Linked DNA regions of Siniperca chuatsi: region 2 is linked to region 1. Evidence: chromatin contacts called from public Hi-C data. All regions are on one chromosome and are shown on one strand. Each heading gives the region's core, a stretch centred on a gene start, on an enhancer-like site or on the middle of the called end of the contact. The rest is flanking DNA. Distances are from core to core; before and after follow the strand shown.

Region 1 (6,062 bases), core at 1,730-4,229:
CAGGGTACAGCTAAAGGCCTTTACACACCGTGGGCGTGACGAATAAACGGCACGAAAATGTGAAGCACTCGCCTGCAAATATTTCGCATCAAAACTATTCATACTGTCAGCGATCCGCAGTACTACTGTTGCAGTGGACAGCGTGTCTGTCAAATATGATCTTCACCTGCGCCCACACAGACGCTCAGGACACGATGGTCAGCAGCACCACCTCCATCACAGGCTTTCACTGCGCTGCTGCTGCAGAAATCCTCTGTAGATCATTAACAGTTAAAAACCAGTCTGCGCTTCTTGGGACAAAAACAAAATCAAACAGATCCGCCATTATCATTAGGAGTTGTGACGTGACGTCCAACACGCGCAATTTCATTGGTTAATGCCTTTATTCACTGTGCGAAAACTCAGAAAAATCGACCTCACTCCAAAAAAAAATGTATGTCACTTTTTTGGCGTGTAATATTCACCTTCTGTGTGAAAGTACTAAAAAAAAAAAGTTCAGAAAAACATATTGACATGCGTAATAACCGCACGAAAAAAACGCCCCCGGTGTTCAAAGGCCTTAAGTCGCTAGCTTTGCTAACCCACCTTCACCTGAAGATGGAGCTGCCCTAGTGGAGCTCAGTGGAAAAAGGTGACACTTACGAGAGGAGGAAATGTAATGTTATGAAGACTAGCATTCTTGTTATACCTGAAGAAATGCTTCTTAGAAATATCTTTGTTAGCATAGAGTGGCTAACCATCCAAGTTCAAAACCAGCCTGTAACGTTAGCTATCAAGACACAAAAGATAACTTGCCTGCTAACATTTTGAATTGATGAAATATCCTTTCCTTTTATGTTTTTAGTCATGTTCTGACCTTAGTTTTTGTTAGTCGTGTTTGCCAGTTAGCTAACTTTGGCTCTTTTTGGTTTCACAACACTAATGAGATTATTTCAACTTCCATAGCAGCTCTACCTCTGAGAAATGTTTGTATAAGTACACTTCCCCTTAGCTGTCTTAGTCCCTGTTAGCTTGACAATGTTAGCTATCATTTCCACTTTAAAGTCTGCTGACCATCCAGCAAATACATTTCTAACAGCCGACATGACACAACACTCGTTAACTTTACACGTGTACATTTGAGGTACTCAAGGAAACTGGATAAGGAAAAGTGTTGCTCATAGGTGTGAAATACAGGGTTGGTACAAGAAAGTGCTAGGTATCTGTATAGTATATCTATTAAATTATTATGGTAAGTTATCAAAACGATTATTTATGATCCGGCTAGACAAATGTCTTGCAATTTTTCCACCGCCTCCTTTACGACTTCCTAATGCACCATCAACTATTCAACAGTGTCACACAACTGGTTGCAGGCTGCGCACTTTAAGTATACTTCAGTGGAGTGTAAGGCTGAAACAATTGTCAATTGATCAATTTGTCGATCTAGAGAAAATCAATCGCCAGCTATTTTCATAATTGAGTAATCGTTAAAACATTATTTATAAAGCACACATACTAAATATTCTCAGGTTCCAGCTTCTAAAATGTAAGAATTTGGATTAAGGATTACTTTTCTCATTTTGTTTTTTATTTTAAATTGAATATCTTTAGGGTTTGTGCTGTTGGTTGGACAAAACAAGCAATTTGAAGACATCGCCTTGGGCTCTCAGAAAATTTGGTGGGCGTTTTTTCCTGACATTTTATATTAACAATTAATTTATTAATCAACAAAAAATAATCGTCAGACTAATGGATAATGATAATAACAGTGTGTTGAAGATTAGGTCAGACCTGTCTTGCCCGCACTCCACACTGAAACAAGATGTGATGTCACCAATGCTCCAATGCTGGTAATTACAAAACATTGAACGGAGCAAAAATTAAGTACAAAAAATAAAATTTAAAAAAACAGCAGAGCAAGAGTGATACTTCATGATATCACTGCTAGTGTTTACTGCACACAACTAAAATCCATCAAACAAGCAATCCTTGTTCAAACACAAGACACATCAATTGTCACTATCGGTTGGCCATGAAAATTTGCAGGTCAAAGTCCACTTCTGTATGAGGAACTTGTTGTTGTGTACCAAACTGTAACTTGTCTCCATCATCTTCCCTGCAATCCATCAAACCAACAGATCTGGAGCTGCAGTGAGGATACTGGTGTTTGCTTTAAGCTTTGTGTACCATAACATTGTGATCACCGGCCAGATTTAATTTACTTTAGAGTATACTGCCAGCCTGACTGACACACAAACATACTCTGTTGAAGCTAGACTCATTTAAAGGCGCAAGTCGGCAGCAGGGCCCATGCAGAGTGTAGCTGGAAGCGGTGCACCTGGCTGCTTCCCAGGGTTGTGCGTTTGTGCGTTTCAGATGAGGCTGCTGGCCCTTTAAAAGCTAAGATGGTGTCCTACAAGCTGCAGCTTCTGCCTTCCGTTTCCTTCCTGCCTCTCAGAGATCACAGAGCATTTAAAATTGAACCTGAACGAACCTCGCACAGAGAGAGAGAAAGCCAGAGACAGAGGAGACAGAGGTTTCCGTATTAACCGTGGAAATGACCGTGCTCTCAGCAATGCAATGAGGTCGCTGTTACAAAATTCTTCCACTAATTGCAAAATAAACTGCCTGCCTGCAAGGATACACTTGCAATTGACTGTTACAGGTATATATACTCACTGACATTTATATTTGGCACATGTTGAGCTGACAATGTCAGCTCTGCTTGTGTACAGGCAGAGCATCCACACAGATAGATGTTCCTTCTGTTTGTTTTTTTTCATTGACCAGGGCAAAGTCAATAACGTGCACTTACTTTCTTATTACGGGTCTCCGTGTGCATCTCGGTTGCAGGAGCGGTGCAGCGGCGGAGGGGTGGAGCAGCAGGAGCAGGAGGGGGTCGGTCGGGGCTTTGGGTGTAACGTTAGCTCTATCTGAATAACAACTGTCAGGGAGAGAGGAGGGTTTTGGGGGGGCTAGTTTTCCACCTTTACAGTAAATGTTCGGGATATAGGAACACGATCCCTGCCTCTTCCAGTGTTTCTTTTCAGTTCATATCCGCAGCGTCGAAGGCTCCCTTTGCTCCCCCCAAATACTGCCAGTCTCTCTGTGTCTCTCCCTCTCTCTGACGGCGTGTTGTTGCCGTGTATTCAAGGGCTGGGCTCTCTCTCTCTGCCTTTTCCTCCTCCGCCTCTCCCTGCTTGTGACCCCACCCTGCGTCCCCACCCCTCATCTCTCTGTCAGTCATGAGCTGCGCAGCCCTGCAGAGGAGCCGAGCTACCGGCGATCCGACACCGGCTGCAGGCAGGCGGGCAGGCAGGCGGGCAGGAGGAGAGCATCTGCAGCAGAACTGCGCGCTAATGCATGGTGAATTTCAATTGCATGCAACCAGCACGGCTCTGCTCGCATCCATGTATCCCCATCTGTTAATGCCATGCTGCAGCAGCGGCTGCTTATTGCCAAGCAATGGTGAAGAGAAGCACCATGTCACCTTACTGACGTCAGCCAGCAGGCTAATTGAGGACACTTCAGCTGGGTGGGGAGGGTGAGAGCTGTTCATAGTATATATTCAGTATGGCTTTGCAGCCTTACGTTTGATAAAAGCTCAGATAGATGAAGGAAGGCAGCCAAGTCTGATGATAGGCATGGCGTTCCAACCACACCCTTTCTAATGAAGCAGGGTGTGGCACACACGGGGTTGTATGTGCTTTTCTTATTTCATAACAGAAAAAAAATGCATGCAACATGTTAGGTCTGGTGTGGATTTCCATAGAGAGAACAGCATACAGCCAAACAGCTAAAAAGAAAACACACACACACACACACACACACACACACACACACACACACACACAATCTGGTTACCATATAGGCTTTTTCTCTCAGTTGTTAACATTTCTGCACTAAATACAAGACGCGTGGCTCTATTTTCAGCCCAAAATGCCCCAAATCTAAGTTCTGGCATTATTGTCCCCAAGTGTAACCATGAAACATAGTTTATATTTCATTATTATTCATGTGGGGATTCTACTACATTTCCCATGATTCCTCACGCCGGAAGTGGAAGCACAAGGCGGAAGCATGCGAAGGTAAACAAAACTTTGAGTTATAAGTGTCATATACCATTTGTTTTATAAGAATTGTGCTCTTTTAATCAAACGGATTCGGTTTTCGAACTGATTTGACACTAGTGTTGCCCGAAAATAACAGTTTAATGCTGAAACGTACCTTTTACGTCGATCATTCGATCTACTTAAGGCACCGCTGTTGTCATGGAGATAGCTGCAGCCAACTAAGCTAGCGTTAGCTACTCTGTGGCTGCCGTATATGTTTTGTTATTCACGATTTCATTCCAAATTACGTTAAACTGGATATTTACATTTTTATTAACGGAGTCATAGCTTAGCATAGACAGTCTGTCTCACCTCTGGCAGCTATCCTCGTCAAGGGTGCCTCGGGTGGTCTCAATTTATCACATGGACTGGCCTGTTAATTATTAAATAAAGGAATTTCCAGAGAGTTGAAATAAAACAAAGAAGTTAACGTTAGAAACAGAAATACATTAGTCATCTCTCCTCTTTTTCAAAAGCCAGTTAAGGGGACAGTTCACCCCAAAATCAAAAATACATATTTTTCCTCGTACCTGTAGTGCTATTTACCCATCTAGATTGTTTTGGTGCGAGTTGCCGAGTTTTGGAGATGTCGGCCGTAAAGATGTCTGTCTTTTTTTAATATAATGGGACTAGATGGCACTCGGCTTGTGGTGCTCGAAGCACAAAAAAAATACATTTGAAAAACTTAACAGCAATGTCTCTTTCCCGGTTACTCAAGATAATCCACAGACCTTGTTGTGAGCAGTTTCTTGTAGGAACTGTCTGTAGAAAGAAAAGAGTTCCCACATGAAACTGCTCACAGCTAATCTGTGGATTATCTTGAGGGTTTTTTTGAGTTTTTCAAATGTATTTTTTGACGCTTAAAGCACCACAAGCCGAGTGCCATATAGTCCCATTATATTCAAAAAAAGGCAGACATCTCTATGGCTGATATCTCCAAAACTCTGCAACTAAAACAACCAAAACAATCTAGATGGATAGATAGCACTACAGGTACGAGGAAAAATATGTGGTTTTGATTTTAAGGTGGTTTGTAAACCTCCACTGAGGAACTGAGGTAATGTTACAGTACTGTGATTTTTGTCAATATCAGAGTACCTGGAAAAACACATGTAACTTAGTTGAATGTATTTCCACTGTACATCTTTTATTTTACACATTTTCTTGTTTCTCTTCAGACTAAAGTAGTGGTGGGCGCTATGGATAAAATATTCCATTACTGAACAGTCAAAATGTGTCAGAATAAAAAATGGTATGCTTTTGACAGAATTAAATATCTGACAAATTAAAGTACTTAATCACATTGATGCAAAAATCCTGTAAATTCAATGTTGCTATAACGCAACTCTGCTTATTGATTTGAAACATTGCCTGCAATGGCCTAATACACCCAATGATATTAAAGGGATCCCTAGCTCAGTATAAACAGTGTCGAAAAATCTTTGACACATTTCTATCCTCACGTTATATATCGTATATAAACAAGTAATCGATTCAACTATTAGTCGCTCAAAGGGGAAACAATCAATCTGAAGACTGCACGTGGGGCTTTGTAAAATTGGGATGGGCATTCTTCACTATTTTCGGGCATTTTATAAGCCAAACAATCAGTCGATTTATCAAGAAGATAATCTGCAGATTAATCAATAATGAAAATAATTGTTAGTTGCAGCCCTGGTTTTGTCGTCCATCCCTAGACAAAAGTTATGTATTCAACTTCCCGCGTAACTGGTATTCACTTCTACAAAAATCCTTTGTCTCGTGTTATATTTTCGTGAGTTAACAATTTAGGTGTGGTACTGTAAGACACTTTTAAATAGTGTCCACCAAATAGCAGAATACTGTCACCTGAAAGTAACACTTTGTTGATGATAGTGGATGTGTCCTTTTCCTGCTCTTGTATAAGCATCCACTGAGTGTCTGAACTGATGTCTCTGTGTTGTGTCAGAGTGAGCCGGCGATCATGTG
Region 2 (6,012 bases), core at 2,633-5,132, 66 kb before region 1:
AGACTCACAGTTGTTCTTTGGCCAAACGTCCTCTGTCAGTGGTTCTGGTTTCGCCCTTACAGATTGACTTCAGTTATTAAGGCTCAACGGGCAAGAGGTAAAAGAACAACAAGTGCCCGGAACACACACTCGTAAAAATCTTAAATTCTGATTATGTGTTTGTCTCAAAACATGCACACTCACCCACAGACAGACATACACACACACACACACACACACGCAAAAAACACACACTCCCCTATTCCCTGCGCAAGTTTTACTTGTAATCTCAAACTACTTGTATCTCCTCAGTTTTTTTCACAGCCTCAGAACACAACAAAGGGATCTGAAATCATTATAAAAAACGATGCCATTCTGTTAAGAGCGCCAAACCTGGCAAAGAAGGAAAAAAAAGACAGAACTGAAGGCCTTATTATGAAACGACAGCAACAATGACGCATAAAAAGCAAATACTGTTATCGAAGAAGGATCAGAAAGGTGTGTGCTGGGGGAGAACACGCAAATGACAATAATGTGATTGATACAATGAAAACAAATTAATCTTTATAAAGTTCACAGTCTTGTAGCTCCCTGTACCAGGGGAGGGGGGGGGGGGACAAAATAAAGAACTTTAAGCTCTAAGCCTCAGACAGATGTTTGCCAAAGAGGAAACATATGTTTGACGTCACTTCTGCTGCTGTGAAAAAGCTCACTACTTGCACATACACACACACTCATACACTGGTACGCACAGGGTTGGGAAGCCTTTACTTTCAAGTTTCATTACAATTTAGTAAATAATTTATCCAAATATTGTGACCACAAATTGATGTAATCCAAATGAGTTTCGGTTGATTTAGACTCTTTTCCAAACAGTACCAGGAACTAAGAGTCCCTTCTGCACATTTCCACTGCATCTGGAAAACTCTGAGGATTCTGCAAATAAGTCCAATTACGTATTTGTTTGAGACCTGGAGAACAGGGACTTTTTTGGGCTCAGGAACTACGGGCAGAGGATTAAAGCTGGGAATTTTGCCATGGTTCCTCGAGTCAAAATGGTAAAGTTCTTGAGTCCCTCAAAAGGTTCCTGGAAAAGTTCCTGTGGTGAAAAGGGGCTATTTGAGGTATTTTTGGGAGTCACCACCTTTGCTTCCAAAAATCCATAAAATATGAAATTTTGTCTTAAGTCACATAACTTCCCAACTCTGGATATGTACAGAATTGATATTGTTAAAAAAGAAAAGGGCAGCTGAAGTGACATCCTGCTTAAGATTCCCTTTAAGAATACACATCACTCCTCCTCTTGTCCCCTCCTCTTCCTCCTCTCCTTTGGATGGATGGATGGATGCATGTGATGGATGGATGGATGGATGAACGTCCGTGCTGATGGATGTCCTTCAGTCCATCCTTCTCTTTCCGAGGAGGTGACGTCTTATGTGATGGGTGGGGTTGAGTTGGAGGGTGGTAGGGAGGGGACTGTTTTGGGGTGGGAGGGCTGTTGGGTGGACGGTGATGATGATGATGATGATTATGTGTTGAAACACACACAGTAAAAATCCCCTAGCCTCCACTGCACACACACACACAACCACACAGACACATTCCTGATATTCCTGTGATTTCAAGATGAAGAGGAGGAGGAGGAGGAGGAGGAGGAAGGAGGTACAGTGCCTTTTTTATCTGCTGATGGGGTTTAAAATCCTGATTTGGGGGGGGGGGCAGCATGGATCAGAATGGAAACAGGAAGAAGCAGAGGTTCATGTGGGGTGGGGGCATTGGTACAAGATGTGCTGTGAGGGACTGAGATGTTGAGGGGTTAGGGGCTGGTTCATAGGGGAGGTTGATGGGGAGTTGTGGGTGTTCGGGGGAGGAAGGAGGTCAGAGTTCACATCATGACGTGGCGGCGGCGGTGCAGGGAGAGGTGGTCGGACCGGGAGAAGGAGCGGTCGCACTCAGTGCAGCGGAAAGGTTTGATCCCCGTGTGCTTGCGGAAGTGTCGAGTCAGCTCGTCGGAGCGGGCGAAGCGCCAGGTGCAGCCCTCCCAGGTGCAGTGGTAGGGCTTCTCTCCTGGAGGAAGCGGGAGACAAGGAGAAGCGTAAAGGTAGAGGAAAGAATGGGAGGAAGCAACAGAAGGAAGATGAAGGTCGGGATACTGGTAGAAACAAAAATGCATGAATGATTTAAAAAACAAATCTCACATCCCATGTTATCCTACTTCAATTGATTATTTACTACATTTCCCAGAATTCCCAACTTAGCTCAATAAAATTGGTCTCTGCCTCTTCTACAAATTTTTTTTTCACTCTATGATTATTGAATGTTAGTGGAAAATGGTGACCATATGAAGATATATTACTATACAGAAGCATTTGGCCAGTGGTTTTTGCTACACAAAATGCTCAGAAAAATGTGATGGTTTATTAACTTTAAAAAAATCAAATCCCAGTTTAGATTTTGTTGTGTTGTTGGCGTTTGTTTTGCTCAGGTCTCACCTGTGTGTATCCTTCTGTGGGCTTTGAGGTGAGAACTCTTGGTGTAAACTTTTTTACAGCCTTCATAGTCACACATGTGGATCCGCCTCCTCTTGATGTCTGGCGAATCTGGATCGACGGGCTCTAAGTCCATTACCGACCTGAGAAAGGAAAAGGAGTGAGTGATGCCGATCAAGACACTTAAAGAGAACACTAACTTTCTGGGAGATTGCCCTGTTTCCAAAAAACATCCTTTGACCTTTGGACAGTCCATCTTAATATTTTAACATCCATCATGTTGAGTTTACATCAAGCACTATTCAAAATAAGAGGCCTGACCAATGTGTAACTAACAAGTTATATACCGAAGTTGTATGGCAAGCTGTACATCCAATTTTAACAGAAGTTTAAATTGTAAATATTTCTTGCACAAAAAGAAATAGTGTCTTTGGTCATAAACATGTAACTGGAAGATGAGTACCACATTTTGTTTGAATGTGAGAACAGTGAGCACTGACATGTTTATTTCTCATTTCTTCATGTGTCCAGCTCAGTATATATGTTGGTCACGAGTTACAAACCAAATTTAAGGGATGCTCATCTAAAACGTTTATTCATGTTATGTGTTTATCGGCCAGTATTGTTTTCGTATTTATTTAAGTCTCAAATGTTGATATTGTTATCGGCTGGCTCTAGCAACAGTGTAAGTGTAGTGAAAAAATAGGAAAACGTGTTTGCAAATTAATGTTTAAACTGTCAATCTAAGCTTAAGTTAATTTTGTTCATTAACATTTAACTAATATGAAAATGTTTTAACCTTTGTTCAATGAATTAATACATTGCACTTCTTTCCTGCCGTGGGCCATCATTGTGTGTCATTGTACTCCATACTACGTTAATATGGCCTTGACTTAATCAAATCCAAACCAGTTTTTCCTTTTATAACCTGTAGAACTACATTCATGTGACGTGCTTCATTTGCACAATAGAGCAACCCATCTCTCAGGGGTTCATCAGGTTCAGGTTCATTTTTAAGTTATATTGGGGCCACCAGGGGGCGTCAGAGAGTCACACTGTGGTCAACACAGCTGCACAACAGCTTCCACTTCAGCATTACTGTATCTTTCTCTCTCGTTTATTCCTTCATATCTTCTGATAATCTGACAAACTAAACCCATCCAGTCTTTTCTCTCCATTTCATTCTCGTTCAAGCTGTCTGTGCTGTGATATTCTGATTTAATTCAGATTTTTTTGATATTCATTGATAAGCATGATGTAAATAAAGTTGATTTGGAAAAAAAAGAAGCCTCTCTGTGTCTCCCTAACCATTTTACAAGGTGTGACGGCAAACTGAATTACGAAACGATGTTTACACCCCAGGTCTGGGACAGCCCTGCCCAGCAAAACACACACACACACACACACACACACACACACACACACACACACACACACACTGCGTCTTACAAAAAAAACAAATGCCCACAAACACACTTGTTCACTTTGTTTAAATTAAAGTCTCTTTCTCTTTCTGTGTGCCACACACACACACACCAGATTACAGCACTAAATTAACCGTCGACATCCACACCCGGAATTTCAGTTACAGTCAGGCGGCCTCACCCACTGGGTGTGGCAGGAGCTCTGTCGTGATTTACTAATAAACACACTGGACAGACACGTTCACACAAACACAAATATTACTGTACATAAAAGAGACTTCACTGGCACACTAACCTTCACTCTGCAACCTTACAACAACCTTTCAAATGGCCACACTTGCCTTGAGAGGACCAAATGTCCTCAGTCAAGTGTGTACTGAGCATGCACACACACACACAGACATACGTGCACACACTTGTCTTCCTGTGATATAGCCAGGGCGTCTCCAGTGTGTCCTGCTGTACAGAGGGTTATATAAGGTTACATAAGTGTCCAGTCATGGCAGCGCTGCAGTAATGTAATTAGTCAGGAGGCTGCAGGGGAGGGAGGTGATCCACACAAAGACCGTATTTCCCAGAAACCCTGCTGCGCATTAGTGTCTCTCTCGCTGGACCTGCCGACTCGTATCATACTTTACACTGAGGTTACATCACGCGTGGTTCATGGCAGTCAGGATGCAGTTAGCTTAGCTTAGCATGCAGACTGGAAACAGGGGGAAGCAGCTAGCCTGGCTCTGTCCAAAATACACCTACCAAACCTCTAAACCTCTGTTTAGCAAGTTTTGCCTTTTGGCAAAGAAACAGCCGAGCGGAGTGACTGTACACAGCATCCTGAAGTTTTATCATCACAGTGAGGTAGCCAGGACATATCTGGCAACCCCTGCTTGAGATGCTGCACACAAGTGCTGGGCGGACGGATAAACTGTTTTGCTTAAAGAAAGTTTGTGTACGGGTCAAAGTTATCATGTTTATTAGTCAACTTTAGAGGTGATTAAAAAAATCTTATCTCATTCTTGGAATGACAGCAATTAAGCGTATTTCCCAAAATGCTGAACTACTCCTTTAAGGTCTTACAAACATGTTGAATGCATACCTTGTCTCGTAAACACGTAACGTAAACAAAACTATTATAATTATAACAACTAGCAGTCTTCTTCTGTTCTTTTAATGATATACTGGTACTGTTAACAAAGCATTTCTGCCACCCGCTGCCAGTGTGTGCTGCATAAAACTGAGGGATACAGCTGTTGTCTGTTATTTAGTAGATACAGACTTTGGCCTAAGCAGAAATGTTTCAAGAGTTAAAATACCTTCCAATCTAATATAAGAGATTTGCCTTATTTGTATCACTGATATAAACTGGACTGATCAACTGAATACTCTGAAGTCAAAACATATAAAAAAGTAAAGTCAGCATGGAGACAAGGGTAGTTTGTCACATGTTCAAACTTAAGCTACTGCCCTGGAAATTCACAAGTCTTCAAAACAGAATTCAGAGTTATTCAGATTAGTGTGGGTCTACAACCCGCTATACATTTGCATTTCCATGCTTTACAGTTACAGCGATGTGGACTGCATCACCCGCATGCTAATGCACATGCTGGTAGAGAACAAGATCCAAACAAAACAGAGACCTGCTCATCAAATCATTGCGCCACTAGTGGTCAAAAACGCAGTGTACCTTTAACTCGTCCCTGCTCGACACCCACTATAACCCTGAGGAGGACCATCACACAGATCCCCGGATCTGATTGGCTGAGATACATTTTACCACAAAAGATGGGCGAAGTTGTGAAGAAACTTAGCTTGAAGAAATGTAGCTTTTCTGATCCATTTCTGCAAATGTGTTTCAGTGTGTCCCATTTTCATGTCTGGATATTTAATTATTATGCATAAACTCACACAGGTGTGGGAAAAATTTGATATGCAAAGTGTGCCTAAATGTAGTCTGTTTGTCATGTCCATCTGTGGCTAAACTCACCCGGCGTCGAGGCTCTGGGCACTGAGGGAGGCCGATCCAGACTCTGTACCGCTCTCTGCATCACTGTCACTCTGATACTCCACCGGAGAAGTTGAACCCGGCTTAATACGAACTGCAGAGAGGACAGGGTGGGGGAATG

The links. Hi-C and Micro-C count contacts between places; a contact is called where the count stands out from the background.
Region 2: a contact with region 1 is called in a Hi-C map of liver, with 2.8 times the contacts expected there. The contact joins the enhancer-like site here to the promoter of klf8 in region 1. A contact is called at or near these places in 3 of 3 Hi-C or Micro-C datasets (liver, skeletal muscle and an unstated tissue).

The regions. Positions count from the first base shown.
Region 1 is chrLG14:25,027,115-25,033,176 of ASM2008510v1, reverse strand. It overlaps klf8 (Krueppel-like factor 8), which reads right to left and starts at 2,979. Exons shown (of 7, transcript XM_044223464.1): 1 at 2,798-2,979. The coding sequence starts at 2,824. rbm41 (RNA-binding protein 41) reads left to right here and starts at 2,548. Exons shown (of 9, transcript XM_044223461.1): 1 at 2,548-2,647; 2 at 3,226-3,348; 3 at 4,043-4,070; 4 at 6,043-6,062. The coding sequence starts at 2,563. It overlaps LOC122888715 (a long non-coding RNA gene), which reads right to left and starts at 4,664. Exons shown (of 3, transcript XR_006380766.1): 1 at 4,625-4,664; 2 at 4,407-4,467; 3 at 3,533-3,778.
Region 2 is chrLG14:25,094,246-25,100,257 of ASM2008510v1, reverse strand. klf8 (Krueppel-like factor 8) reads right to left here. Exons shown (of 7, transcript XM_044223464.1): 5 at 5,874-5,985; 6 at 2,472-2,611; 7 at 1-2,046. The coding sequence ends at 1,865. Among protein-coding and RNA genes, the nearest start is that of klf5l, 48 kb to the left of the region's middle. Within about 2 kb of position 3,882, the one cell type or tissue checked has an H3K27ac peak away from gene starts, as active enhancers do. A contact at or near this core is called in liver, where this site is marked.